2 separate regions of the Cricetulus griseus genome follow, and region 2 is linked to region 1. A link is a contact called in public Hi-C data. All regions are on one chromosome and are shown on one strand. The core of a region is the stretch at or near the end of the contact, and the rest is flanking DNA. Distances in the headings are between cores, read along the strand shown.

Region 1 (6,830 bases), core at 3,814-6,313:
CTCCCTAGTGCTGGGATTAAAGGTGTGTGATCCCAGGTGCTAAGATTACCTTTGTGTGAGCTCTATTTCTTTTAGGACTGGATCAATTTTGTGTAGTCAGTGTGGCCTTGAACTAACAGAGATCCAGCTACCTCTTAATCCCGAGTCCTGGGATTAAAGGTGTGTACCACCACAGCCAATTGATCTCTATAGCCTGAGGCTGACTTTGCTTTCTGAGTCCTCAGGCAAGCTTTAATAAATCATAAATAATATATCACCACACAGAATCATACTTAGGCATTTCTTTTCTTTTTCTTAAACATGCACTGTACTGCTGAGCTATGGGGCCAGTCCAAAACATAAACAGAGTCATTGTTTCCTGGCTTCATACGAAAATCAGCAACACAGAATACAGCATCTCAAACTATAAGCAACTAAGGCCTGGTACCCAGGCCACACTAAGTACCCATCAGTGGTATTAACAGGAGGAGTCAGGTTTGATACAGCATTGACACAAAAGATGTTTCAAAAAAGAAACAAACCCAAATTTATTCCAAGATCCCACTGTAATTTTGTTTTAAAACTCCCAGGCTTTATAAATATTAGTTTAGCCTGGCTTGGTGACTTGTACCTTTAATCGTGGCAGTCAGGAAATGAGAGCCCAGGAAGCAGAAATTCAAGATCATCCTTGGCTACATAACAAGTTCAAGGCCAGTCTGGGCTATATGAGATCCTATCTCAAAAAAGTTAAATCTATCAATCAATCACTCAATCTATTTACCTACCTATCTACTCTTTACCTACACACATCCCTATATATGCCAGCATATCCAGCTACACCATAATTTTATTAAGATTAACTTTATTTTGACTCTTTTCAGTTTATTGCATGAAGGAGTTACACTAGTCCAAGCTAAAAGCAGACCCCAAATGGCTACATTATACAAGCTGTGAGGTTTTTAAACTTGTGAGAAAGGACGGGAGGGAAATTGTACTCATTGCAAGGAAATCCTCACTTAAGCTTCAGAGAGTCACAAGCCCTTAAGACCCATGAACCTTCAGCTGGTCGTCCTGAGCCAGTCCAATCTCTCTCAGGAACTGGCAGATGTTCTTGCGCTGGTCACCCTGTAGCTGAATTACTTCTCCATATTCTGGATGCTCAATTACAGTACCATTGCAGGCAAATTTCTTCTTTTTATCATAATCGTCAGCAATCCCTTGGACAGTAGTAAGGGTCTTCCTGGCGTTTTTCTGTTGAATTCTTATATGGATATAATCATCAGTGCCAGCAGGAAGCAGGTCATCACCCTTAGTTGCATCAGCAAAGGGGTCCAAAGAGTGGAGGTTCTGGACAGCAGACATCGCTGATTCTTTCTCCTCAGTGGAAATGGCCTGCGGGAGGTGGCTGCGGGAGAAGGCGGGCAGGCAGGATGGAGCGTCGGGAAGTAAGGGGGCTAGAGGGGGAGGCAGTTGAGTCCTTGGTGGTGGCTCAGTGACTGGGGCTTTTATTTTTATTTATGACCATGTGTATATATGCCATGTGGATGCATGTATCCACAGGGGCCAGAAGAGGGTGTTGGATGCCTTGGAACTGGGTCATGGGCTGCCAAAGTGGGTGCTGAGAGCCGAACTCCAGTCCTCTGCAAGGGCAGCAAATGCTCTTAACTGCAGTGCAATCTCTCCAGCCCAACCATAGCTTTTAAACTGAGGTTTTACTATAATTTCATCCTAACTTTATTAGACTTTAGATGTTGCTAAGAGCTTTGTGAAGAGTAATTAAATAAACACATATTATGGAGTAATCACTTTTCATAGAACCCTCCACCATAGCAGGGCATGATTTTTGTGACTTGTGAAAACCCATCCTGCTGTATCTGATCTCAGACTTTTATATGGGGCTGGGGAAGTTCATTCAGCTCATCAAGTGCCTGCCGTGTGAGCACAAGGACCCAAGCTCAGATCTCCAGCGCCAACATAAAAGTCAGGCCTGACCTGGAGAGGTGGCCCAGAGGTCAAGGGCACACGGGGGTCATGAAGAAGACCTGCATTTGGTCTCCAGCCTCTGAACGAGGCGACTCACAACTCCCCTAACTCCAGTTCCAGGGTCTGAAGCCCTGCTCTGGCTTTCTTGGGCACTGGCACACATGTGACATACATACAGCCCCACACACACACATAAATAAATAAAAATAAACCTTAAAAGTCAGGCATGGTGGTCTATAGCCTTAGAGACAAATGTGGCATACGCACCCCCCCCCACACACACACACATACTTAAATGAAAAGAAAATAAACCTTTAAAAGCCAGGCATGGTGATCCACACACTCAGAGGTAGGGAGCTAAAGGCTCACTGACCAGTCAATCTGGCCAGCTGTGAACTCCAGTGCCAGTGAGAAACTATCTCCTAGAGGGGCTAGTGATACGGCTCAATGGGAAACGGGGCTTGCTGCTAAGCCGGGTGATCTGAGTTCTGGGCCTAGAATCCACATGGTAGGAGGAGAAAACCTGCCCTCACAGGTTACCCTTGGTGTACCTCCTGGGAAGTGGCAGTAGTCCTTCATGAATAAAAAAGATGATATCCACTTCTATTTACTTGTCTATCTGTTTCGGAGCCCCTGGTTCAAAGCAGAAGGTTTTTGTGGGGTTTTTTGTTTTTTTGTTTTTTCTTCTTTTCATGCATGAATTCTTCAGAATCAAAACTTCTGAGAGTGCAGCTTAGTGGTAGAGCACTTACCTAGCATGTTCACGGTAGGTTCCAAGCACCAGTAAGTAAATTAAAGATAAAATTTCAAAGTCTTGAGCATTTCACAACCATCTCTTGTGCTGGCTATTTTCTGTCAGTCTGACACTGGCTACAGTCATTTGGGAGGAGAGAATGTCAACTGAGAAAATGCCCCCACCAGATTATCAGGCAAGCCTGTGTGACTAGTAATTGATGGGAAAGAGCCCAGCCCATTGTGAGTGATGCCACCACTGGCCTGGTGGTCCTGAGGGTACGTAAATAAACAGGTTAAGCTAGGCAAGAGGAACAAGCCAGTAAGCAATTCCCCTATATGGCCTCTGCTTTAGCGCTTGCCTCCAGGTTCCTGACCTGTCTGAGTCCCCGTCCTGAACTTCCCTCAGTGACGGACGATGATATGGAAGTATAAGCTGTTTCTTTCCTTCCCAAGATGCTTTCGGTCACGGTGTTTTGGCAGAGCAAAAGAACCCCAACTAAAGTATCTCTCAAAAGCCATGTTTTCATTGCTTCTCATCATTAGGGTGACAATGACCTACATGCTCACAGTAAAAAAGTCCTCTAACCTCCTGTCTGTTTCATATGACCCTCAGTCTTTCCATGGCTGAGAACGGTCCTCTGCAGGTGAGGCAACAGACCTTCATGTGTTCAAAGAGGAACTGACACTCCCTGGCCTTGGGAAACGATGTCATCACTTACAGTGGCTTTAGCCACAGATGTCTATGTCTTTGTTGATTTATTTCCCCTTGTTCATGACCATCATCTACTACAGCATGTCACAACCTTACTGCGTCTGGTCGATTCAGATCCACTGGGTCTCTCTCAGCAGTCACAATGACTGCAAGAATCTTTTGACTGGCTTCCCCTGCTGCTGATACTGGTTGGTCTTCCTTATCACCCTTTTCTGGCAAAGGTCACGTTGCAAACTTGTTATTCAGCCCCGGGCTTGGGGTGTAGCTCTGTGGGAGAACATTTGCCTAGCATGTGCAAAGCCCTAGGCTCAAGCTCTCAGACCAACAAAACAAAACCTCACTGGATTCTCTATACTTGTTTAAGAGCAGATGTCCAACCCAGCCCTACTGAGATTCCTCTCAGGACATCATGCCACACCCTCTCCACAACTCAGCACTTTCCAGACACACTGGTCTCCTTCTAAAACATCCAAGGCTCTTGGCACCTAGAACTCTCTGACAGAGACATTCTCACTGACACAGGCATCTACAGCACACTCGTCTGCCGGAGTGCTCCCCACAAGCATGGCTGCCTAGCACTACGTCAATACACAGATGAGCCACCCAATCTGGGATGACGCATATGAACTACATAAGAAATTGAGTCCAAACATGTAAGCTCATGGCTGGTTAAGTGTAAATGGAGTAGGAAGGTTTCAAGAAATGTATTCTACTCTATTACCTTGGGCCAGAATTGCTGGGTCCTGCATTTTCTTGTACCTGTTCAGGCACTGCCGGAGATCTTCTATCTTCTGATCCTGCAAACGGCATAAACCATCACCATCACCACTATGACAGTTCTCAAGCAGGAAAGGTAAGTGCTGTGAACTGTTTGCATTATCTGAAAATATTTCCAAACTTTGGTAAAAGTGGCAATAGCTGTACTTTTCCTATGTGTATCACAGACATATGAACAGCACCCCTGATCTTACAAATTCTTTAACCTGCCATCTTTAAAAATAAAACTGATATAACAGCATTCCACAACAACAAAATCAAGAGCCAGTGAGACAGCCCACTGTTGGGAGAGACCCAACACTGAGCCTAATGACTTGCCTTTGATCCCAGTGGAAACAATTCCAGAGTTCAGATCCCCAGCAAACATGGGGCATGGCAAAGGTACCCTCAGCACTTTTGGGGAGTGGGTTAGAAAGATAGAACTGGACTCCCAGAGCCTGCTGACCAGCCAATCTAGCTCAATCAGCAAGCTCAAAGGTCACTGACCGTCTTAAAAATGAGATGGAGAGAGAATAAAAAGACATTTGAAGTCAACCTGACCTTAACTTTCAGCTTTCATATGTTTGGGGGGCACACATGCACATACACGCGCGTGTGCACACACACACACGCACAGATGCACGCACAGAATCATAAGTGACATCATGGACACAGTGCACACTCAAGTAAGAAGAGACTAGGAAGACCCCTTAACATCAGTGGAGTCTTGAGTGTGTCCTGTCCGGGTGAAGTGGCTCAAGGAACTGCATACAGCAGTCAGGATGATACAGAGCGTAAACAGAACAGCGATAAAACTTACATTCCATTTCTACCCACCTTCTCTTCATTTGCTGCCATCAGGGATTCCACAGCCTTTTTCATTTTCTGCACTTCAATGTCTGAAAATGAAGCCACATTGTTAAGAAGCACACCAGCTACCCTGTGAGAGAAGCCACGGTTCTTCTGCCTGGAAACTTTCAAGGTAAACATGGCAATGATTCCCTCTTAGGGACAGTAAGAGGTGAGCACTTTCTGCCTCACCCACACAGTTGTCACTCCAGAAAGACAGCAATGTAGGCAGGGGAAAGCAAGATACCCTTTCCTAGAGAAAGAACAAAAATCTTCCTCTAGACACCAACGGTGAAATATGGGTGCAGCAGTGATGACAGTAACTGAGTTTTCAAAACAGGAGGTCATGGGCAGTGAGTGAGAGCAATGGATGGTATTCCCAATGACCAAGGCGGAGGGGCGGTGCTCAGTCATGGCCAAGCTGGGGATGCCACGGTGAGAGCCTGAGCGTGTGTTCATGTGAGCAGCCATGCTGAGGAGCCAGCTGTCATTCCACAGGACGGAGAGAGAGTAACCTGCTTCATCTGCAAGCCTCACTTCTAACACTGTTCTAAAACAGAAACCAAGACACCACAGCCACAGTGTGCACAATGCCACTCTCCTTAAAGTCTGATGACCAAATACAAGCCTTACTTGAAAATTGAAAACTTAAAGCACTTTAAGTAAAGTGAACATTTAACCCCAAAGTGAGCCTACAATTACAATATGGAAACAGAATATTTAGACAAAGTTACCAACTTATGGGGGAGAGGGGATTCTAGTAGTTTAAAAATTGTACTGATGCATTTTCAATTAGGAATGGCTGAGGTCAGTTTGTTGTTTGTTTTAAAGCAAATTCCCTTAACCTATGAACTCATGCTCTGCGGTCAAGTAAGGGTTTAAGTTTATGGGGCATTAAATAGCCTGGGCTCCGTAAAGCTTCAGAGTAGACCCCCTCACATAATGAGTTCTGTGGCAGATGGAGCGAAGCTCAGCACATGCTCTGCCATGGAGACGAGAGCCAAGTCTCCACAGATGTGCGTGCTGTCTTGTCCTCTGCACCTGTGCCTCCCACACCACAGAGAGCACGCTTTCTCAGCTCACTTCTCTGTGTGCCCTGCTGTACTCTGGGAAGTGAACAGGCTGCGGGGAAAAAACCTGCAACATGATCTTTTCCTCTGCATTCTATAGTCCGTCTGTCTAGCCTCTGTTTTGTACACCGTGAAGAAATGGGGGGCTTATTGATGAAGCAGCTGCACATGTTTACTGACAGGAATGTTTTAAACATGCAAAGACGGAGTGGCACCAATGGCGAATGAGAAGCTGATGGGAAAATACACCAAGAACCTTACTTTTCTCCTTGAGCTTCTTTTTAACATTTTCATCTGCACGGAAAACCCATTGGGTTGGAAGTTAGCACACATTACAACAACAATAAAAATCCATCTTAAAGGTCCTAGTATTTGGTTTCCTTTTACCTAAACGCTGGAACTCTAATCTCAAAAATAACCCAGAATGTGAAGCAACACCGCATGCCTTTGGGCCTGCAGCCGCAGGAAGAACTACTGTGCAGTCAGGTGAATTGCTCCCTCCAAGCTTCAGCTTTCTGAACCTCACCGTTTCCGTGTGAAAGTTAGGCCCACGGGCCAAACCAGCCAGGATGTGGACAGGCCAGTGTCACTCTGGTAGTTTTTCCACCTGTCAGTTTGACACCTGGTCCTCCTGACTCTGTGCCACACCCAACACTAAAGTCCAACATCACTGCTCAAGGAGACAAGTCCACTGATGACACAGTCAGGATCAGTGTCAGACTGCCACGAGGTTTCTAAGCCCTTAT
Region 2 (6,495 bases), core at 3,684-6,183, 190 kb after region 1:
CGTGTGTTTGATCTGCCAGTTTCCACTCATCAGTATTTTATTGTTCACACCGTCAGCTAAGACTGGGATCTGAGCCAAATGCCCCACTGGTCGGTTTCACAGTGATGGTGCTCGGCTCCCAATCCAGTGCTAAGGTTCACAGCTGTACTGGGATGGCTGACAGGGAACACGGGCACACTCACCTCCTGGTGATGTTTAAACTACATGTGATAGAGAAGCAAACGGAACTGGTGTGACATGAAGTGTTTATGTAATTATCTTTATCAACAAAAACTCAGAGTCAGATATCAGGGTAAGAGCCTGATTGATCAGAGAAACAGTGGAGAAGTGACCAGCGGCCTTCTCGTTCTCCTGCCCCCATCAGGCCCTCCCTGCTACTTCCTGTCTCTCTCTCTATGTCATAGGTCATGGCTAATTTTGGTCAGCTAGTAGCTAGCTCCACCCTCTGATTCAAAGTCAACTTCACTGGCAGTCTTGGCAGTGTCCGAGGGTGAAAATATCCCACAACAGTGACCCTTACACCCGCTTATAAACTTAGCAAAGCAACGAAGCTTAGGCTAAGCTGAGCTGGCTAAAGGTAGGCACTTCACCTGAAGACAAGGCCAGATTTCTGCTACTTGGTGGCAGTACTGGCCACAGGCATAGAAGATACATCTTTCTTTTCTTTTTTGTTTTGTTTTTGTTTCAAGACAGGGTCCTGGCTGGCCTGCCCATGCTATGTAGACCAGGTTGACCTGGAACTCAGAGACCTGCCTGCCTCTTCTTCCTTAGTACTGACATTAAATGTGTGTGCCTGGCCCTCTCCCCACCTGTGCTGGGGAAACTGAACCCAGGGTCATGCACTTGTATTGATGATTACATAGTGCAGTCAGAGATAGGTAATAACCAGTAGTTTATTAGGGGAAAATACTCACGTAAGGGAACCAGTGACCAGGTTTCCACCTGAGCAGGATGGACCCAGAAATGCTTCCCAGTCAGCTCAGCCTAGCGAGAGACCCACGTGCTTGTCCCCCCTGGCTCTTAAACCCCTCTTAAGTACCTGTGACGGAGCCCAAGTAGGCGTGGTCAGCAGTGCTTGTAATCAGGATCACTCCCTACACACGTTAGGCAAATACTCTACCATTGAGTCAGTGGTTCTTCGTCTTCTGGTTTTTGGGGTGGTGGTTTTTGGGGAACTGTTGTTGCTGTTGTTTTGAGACAAGGTCTCATGTAGTCTAGGCTGGCCTCAGACTCCCTTCGTAGCCAACGATAGCTTTGAGTTTCTCATCCTCCTGCCTCTACTTCCCAGGTGCCAGGATCACAGGTGTGCAAACCATACCTACCTACCTTTACCACCAGACATTATATCAAGCACGAAAGGGGTAGATTACAAAGGGCGAACTGTCAGCTTAACTTGAACAACTTAACATCAATGAAGAACAAAGAAAATTCTCAGGCACCAGTGGCCACCACAGACTCAGGGTTTGACTGTGGGATCACTAATTGTGGACCAAAAATACTGGAGGAGGAAAACCCAAATCTTTCCTAAACACAGAGACTTTTTTCTTGTCATTATTCCTAAATGATCGGGCACAACAGCCATTTAATGACTTTACTTTGCCCCAGGAGTTGTAACTAATGATGACAGGCTCTGAGGATGGATATGGGAGATCAAAGCATTCTGGCATCCGTGCAGGCTCCTGGCACCCATCCCCAAACTGAGCTGCCGCACAGCCAGAGGACCATGAAGTTTTGGTGGCTTCTGAAGGAAAGCAGAGGCACTCCCTTGAAAGTAGGACAAAGCTGCTGGGTGTTGGTGGCGCACGCCTTTAATCCCAGCACTCTGGAGGCAGAGGCAGGCGGATCTCTGTGAGTTTGAGGCCAGCCTGGTCTCCAGAGCGAGTGCCAGGATAGGCTCCAAAGCTACACAGAGAAACCCTGTCTCGAAAAAAAAAAAAAAAAAAAAGAAAGAAAAAAAAGAAAGTAGGACAAATAAGAAGACAAAGAACTGATGGGGCAAGTCCTTCTGTATATGTATTTGTCTTATTGGTTGATGAATAAAACACTGTTGACCAATAGGAAAGCAAGATAGGCAGGACTAGGAAAGAAGGAGGATTCTGGGAAACGTAATAAAGAGGGGTCACCATGTGATCCCCAGGAAGAGGATGCATGCCGCTGGTGTCCTTGAGAAGATAAGTCTTTATAAAATATATAGATTAATGGTTATGGTTGATACTTAAGACAGAGCTAGAAAATAAGAAATCTTAGTCATTGGCCAGCAGCATTGTAAATAATATTAAGTCTCTGTGTGTTATTTGGGGGCCCTAACGTGGCGGCATAACACAGGTGGCTGGCGGAAAGAGTTATCGTTACAGAGAACTACTCACAAAACCAGCGTGTTGATAGACACGATGTACTCCAGCTCTTTGGTCCAAGGGTTGGTGAAGCTGAACCACTGACTCTTCAGGGTTACGAAGGACCCATCCTTCACGCGGAATTTATACGAGTCTGTAAGTATTTTCTCCTTACTCTGCAGAACTTCGCAAGAAAAGATGCGATCAGCAGAGCAGCCTTTAGAATGAAACGACCTCAAGCCAGGTGTGGTGGTTCCTGCCTGGAATCCCGGCCCTTGGGAGGCTTTGTGCGAAGAGGGTAGCTGCTGGATCTAGGCCAGCCAGGGGCCCGTACTGAATCCCAGAACAAAAGCAAACACCAAACCCAAAACCAGTGCCTTGTGAATCAACTCCAGTTTGGGGTTTCATAAGGAACGAGAGATTGAGAGTTGATACTACAATAACAATGACACTTATTTATTTATTTACATAGGGATTTGATACATAGCTCAGGCTAGCCTGGAACTCCTGATCCTTCTACTGCCACCTCCCAAGTCCTGAGATTTTGAGTGTGATCCATCACATCTGGCTGAAGTTGTCATTTTAAATTATGCTCTCGATGAATTACCCACCTGCTTTGTGCTTGACAGTCAAATTGCTGTGGTCATCTTGATGAAAATATTCATAACATGAGGTTCCCAAAAGTTCCTGAGGCAGGTATCCTAAAATTGCTGTTGCCCTGGTTTTGAAACAGAAAATTAGCATGGCACTTACTGAAGGTGATGGCTCCCAGAATCCAGCAGCTCCAGCACAGGTGTGACTTTGAGGCAGCAGCCCCGGGGAAAGAGCTAGTCACGTGGACCACTAGGCTCCTATGGACTGCCTGGTCCCCGCCAGCCACAGACCAGAGCCACCAAACAGGCCACCCAGGTGAGGCCCCATGAAGTCCAGCTGATGCCCTTATAAGGCATCAGTGGCCAACACAGTGGCCATGGAGCAGGCCCAGCCTCAGCACCACTGCTAAGAAATGCTTTTCCAAGTTTGCCCTCTGGCTTGACCAAAACGACCAACAACCATAGCCTTATGCCACTTAAACTATCCTCAAGCCCCAATTAGAAGGAAAATCCTGTAGAGCTACCGAGTCACCCCTGAAACAACCTCAACTGGCCCGGGGCTCCTCATCACCACAGCCTGAGTGCTCACCTTTGATCAACGTAGACGAATTTTCCGTTCGTGGCAAAGCGGGTCACAAACTCAGTTGGCCTCACTTTGATCTTGCCACTCTTCTGAGGGACAGCATATGGATGTAACCGTCCCATGGCTACAAGGCAGGTAAGAGGACCACTGTCTTTAACACTGTCCCTCTCTTTCTCCATGCCAACAACATTCAAAGGCCAGCTTCTTAAGTAGCCAGTGCAATGGACGGTGTAGAATTTCCTGTGGTCTAATGAGAAGCCACAGAAATACACTTAGATCAACATGAATGCCAATGTTACCACCACTTCCTCTTTCCTTCTTCCCTCCTCCAATTTTTTTTTTTTTGAGACAAATTCATCCTGTAGCTCAGGCTAGCCCCCAGTTCCTATGTATAAGAGACTATCTCCTAACCCCCATACTATTGCCTCAGCCTCCCAAGTGGTTACCGACCTGCACCACCATGTCTGTCTATTATGAAAAACAAATCTTACTGTTGTTTGTGATGATGATTGATAGACATATATAGTCATAGTAGGACCACAGAAATGCTTGATGAGCATTTAGAAACACAATAAAAAGTATTTTTAAAAAGACTCAAAACCTTGACTTTTCAGAAAAAAATTCTAAGCAACTAATTCCCATGAAGCAGCTTGTCAAACCAACCCACCAAAAAGGAAAACAAGAAAAGAAAAATCGTTTGCTCAAATATGAGGAAAGTTTATGGAAACAAGGAACGGTCACATGGGCTCAGAAGACGGGTGGTGCACACATGGTAGATGCTTTAGACAAAGTGCCTTCAATGTTAAAACGCAGAGAAAAACCTAATGCAAGTTATTTAAAACATTCAGTTGTGACTGGACTTGCAGAAGACCTGAACAGGCATTGTTTTAAATTGGCATTATTCAGGAAGACTGATAGCACGATAGATTTCATTATTGCTATTATCGTGTGTATGGTGTGTGTGTGGGTATATGTGCAGGAGCCTGCATGTGGAGCTCGGAGAACAACTTTGAGAAGTTGTGGGATTAAACTCAGGCCACTGGGCTTGTGCCACAAGTGCCTTTAAGAATCACATCATGTTGTGGTCCCCAACAATAAATCTTTAAAAAGAAACGTTAGTTTTTCTTTTAACAGAAAATGCTGTAGGTTGCCCTAAGAGTTACAGTCAGCAGCAGGACAGACATGAAGAGGGTGAGCCACAAGTCTGTTGGGCGGTCTTACAGCTGGGATTGTATAACTCATTTAACCTCCTTAATAGTTCTGTGAGGTGCTCTGATATTGTCTGCTTGTCTTTGGGAACAGGCAGGGGCTACAGTCACAGCACATGCAGGGCGGAGCTGAGGACCAAGTGTAGACAGACTGGCTTGGCCTCTGAGCATCTGTGCGGTTCACAGTTTTCTCTTTTCTTCATCACATGGGGGAATTGTCTCTCAAGCAGACTGTGTTGGGCCACAAAAGTAGTCTTAACAAATGCTTGAGGGATGAGATCATATCCTGTATCTTTGTTGGTCACGATGGGATGAGCCAATAAATCAGTAAGGAGAACTAAAAACTGTATCTGAATGGGGGCAGGACAGTGTACTCCCACTGCATGGGGAATTTAAGATGCTCTTGAAACAGACAGAAATGGAAATACCTGTGACTGTGATGAGGAAGCAGAAGAGGACTGACAGGAGGGAGGAAGGAACCTAGGATGGGGAGGGGCACAAGGAAGAGAAGAACCAATGAGACAACCCATGAATAACATATACACATATAAAGATGCCCACAGTGACACCAGGTATCTTCTATGCTAACTTAAGAATTCTTTAAAAATTAAAAAAACACACACACACATATATATATACAATGGGCTAAAACCTTTGGCACAGAGCAAAAATCACTAAGAAGGAATTTTATAGCAATGAGTGCTCGTATAAAAATAATAAGGTCAAGAAGACAGGATTCAAATACACAACCTAACTTGATGCCTCTTAAAAAGCAAGGACAAAACAAACCCCACGGCAGAATAGCTCCAGCTTTGTTCTCTTGGCTGTACTCAATGCAGTCTTCAGATTCAATGTAGTTCCCATCAGAGCACCAATGACATCCTCACCACAGATGAAAATAAAAAAACCACCTAAAATTCCAGTCTACGGATCCAATGTAGTTCCCATCAGAGCACCAATGACATCCTCACCAGAGCAAAAAAAAAAAAAAAAGCCACCTAAAATTCCCAAGGAAGCACAAAGGAGTCCCAAGAGCAAAGCTGGAGTGTCTAGCTTCAAAATATAGCACTGAGTCGTGGTAACAAAAACAGCATGGTATTGGCACAAGAATATATACACAGACCAACGGAACAGCATGAGGAACCCAGAAAGAAACCCACATGTCTGAGGCCAGCTGATTCTCAAAACTGGTGTGGAAAATAGAAAGGACAGCTTTATCCACAAACAGTGCTGGGGAAACTGGACAGCGTATGCAGAACTGAAACTCAAGCCCTGTCTCTCACCCTCCACGGATGTCAACTGAAACATGTATGAAGACTTCAGTGTGGGACTCAGACTTCTGAAGTTACAAATAGGAAACATTGCAGACCAGATGCTGGGACAGGCAATCTTTACCTAGGTGGGATCCCCAGGCTCAAAATCTAGTTCACAGCACAGGGAATGGTCAACAAAAGAAAACACAACCCAGAGACTATTGTTGGTGAGACTATTGTTGGTGACTCATCTGACAAAAGTTGATATCCACCATATCTAAAGAGCATACAAACTTAACAAAATAGAAATCAATCCAAAGAGTCTCCATTTGTGCTGGATAGTTTTGTGTCAACTTGACACAAACTAAATTCATCTAAGAGGTGGGAACCTCAGTTTTAAAAATGCCTCCATAAAACTGGGCTGTAGGCAAGCCTGTAAGGCATTAAAAAACAAACAAACAAACAAACAAAAATCCTTATGGGTGGTGCCCTCCCTAAACTGGTGGCCCTGGGTTCTATAAGACA

Evidence for each region. Hi-C and Micro-C count contacts between places; a contact is called where the count stands out from the background.
Region 2: a contact with region 1 is called in a Hi-C map of the CHK-Q cell line, with 5 times the contacts expected there. The contact joins the enhancer-like site here to the promoter of LOC118239255 in region 1. A contact is called at or near these places in 4 of 8 Hi-C or Micro-C datasets (the CHK-Q cell line, the CHO-K1 cell line and liver).

Annotation. Positions count from the first base shown.
Region 1 is chr8:2,706,665-2,713,494 of CriGri-PICRH-1.0, forward strand. It overlaps LOC118239255 (eukaryotic translation initiation factor 1-like), which reads right to left and starts at 5,064. Exons shown (of 3, transcript XM_035448677.1): 1 at 5,003-5,064; 2 at 4,131-4,206; 3 at 224-1,384. The coding sequence starts at 1,341. The coding sequence ends at 1,021. It overlaps Ppfibp1 (liprin-beta-1), which reads right to left. Exons shown (of 29, transcript XM_027430084.2): 10 at 5,003-5,064; 11 at 4,131-4,206.
Region 2 is chr8:2,895,743-2,902,237 of CriGri-PICRH-1.0, forward strand. Arntl2 (aryl hydrocarbon receptor nuclear translocator-like protein 2) reads right to left here. Exons shown (of 15, transcript XM_027430095.2): 8 at 3,516-3,756; 9 at 2,945-3,051; 10 at 2,367-2,487. Among named protein-coding and RNA genes, the nearest start is that of Smco2, 28 kb to the left of the region's middle. Within about 2 kb of position 4,934, at least 1 of the 6 cell types and tissues checked has open chromatin away from gene starts, as enhancers often do.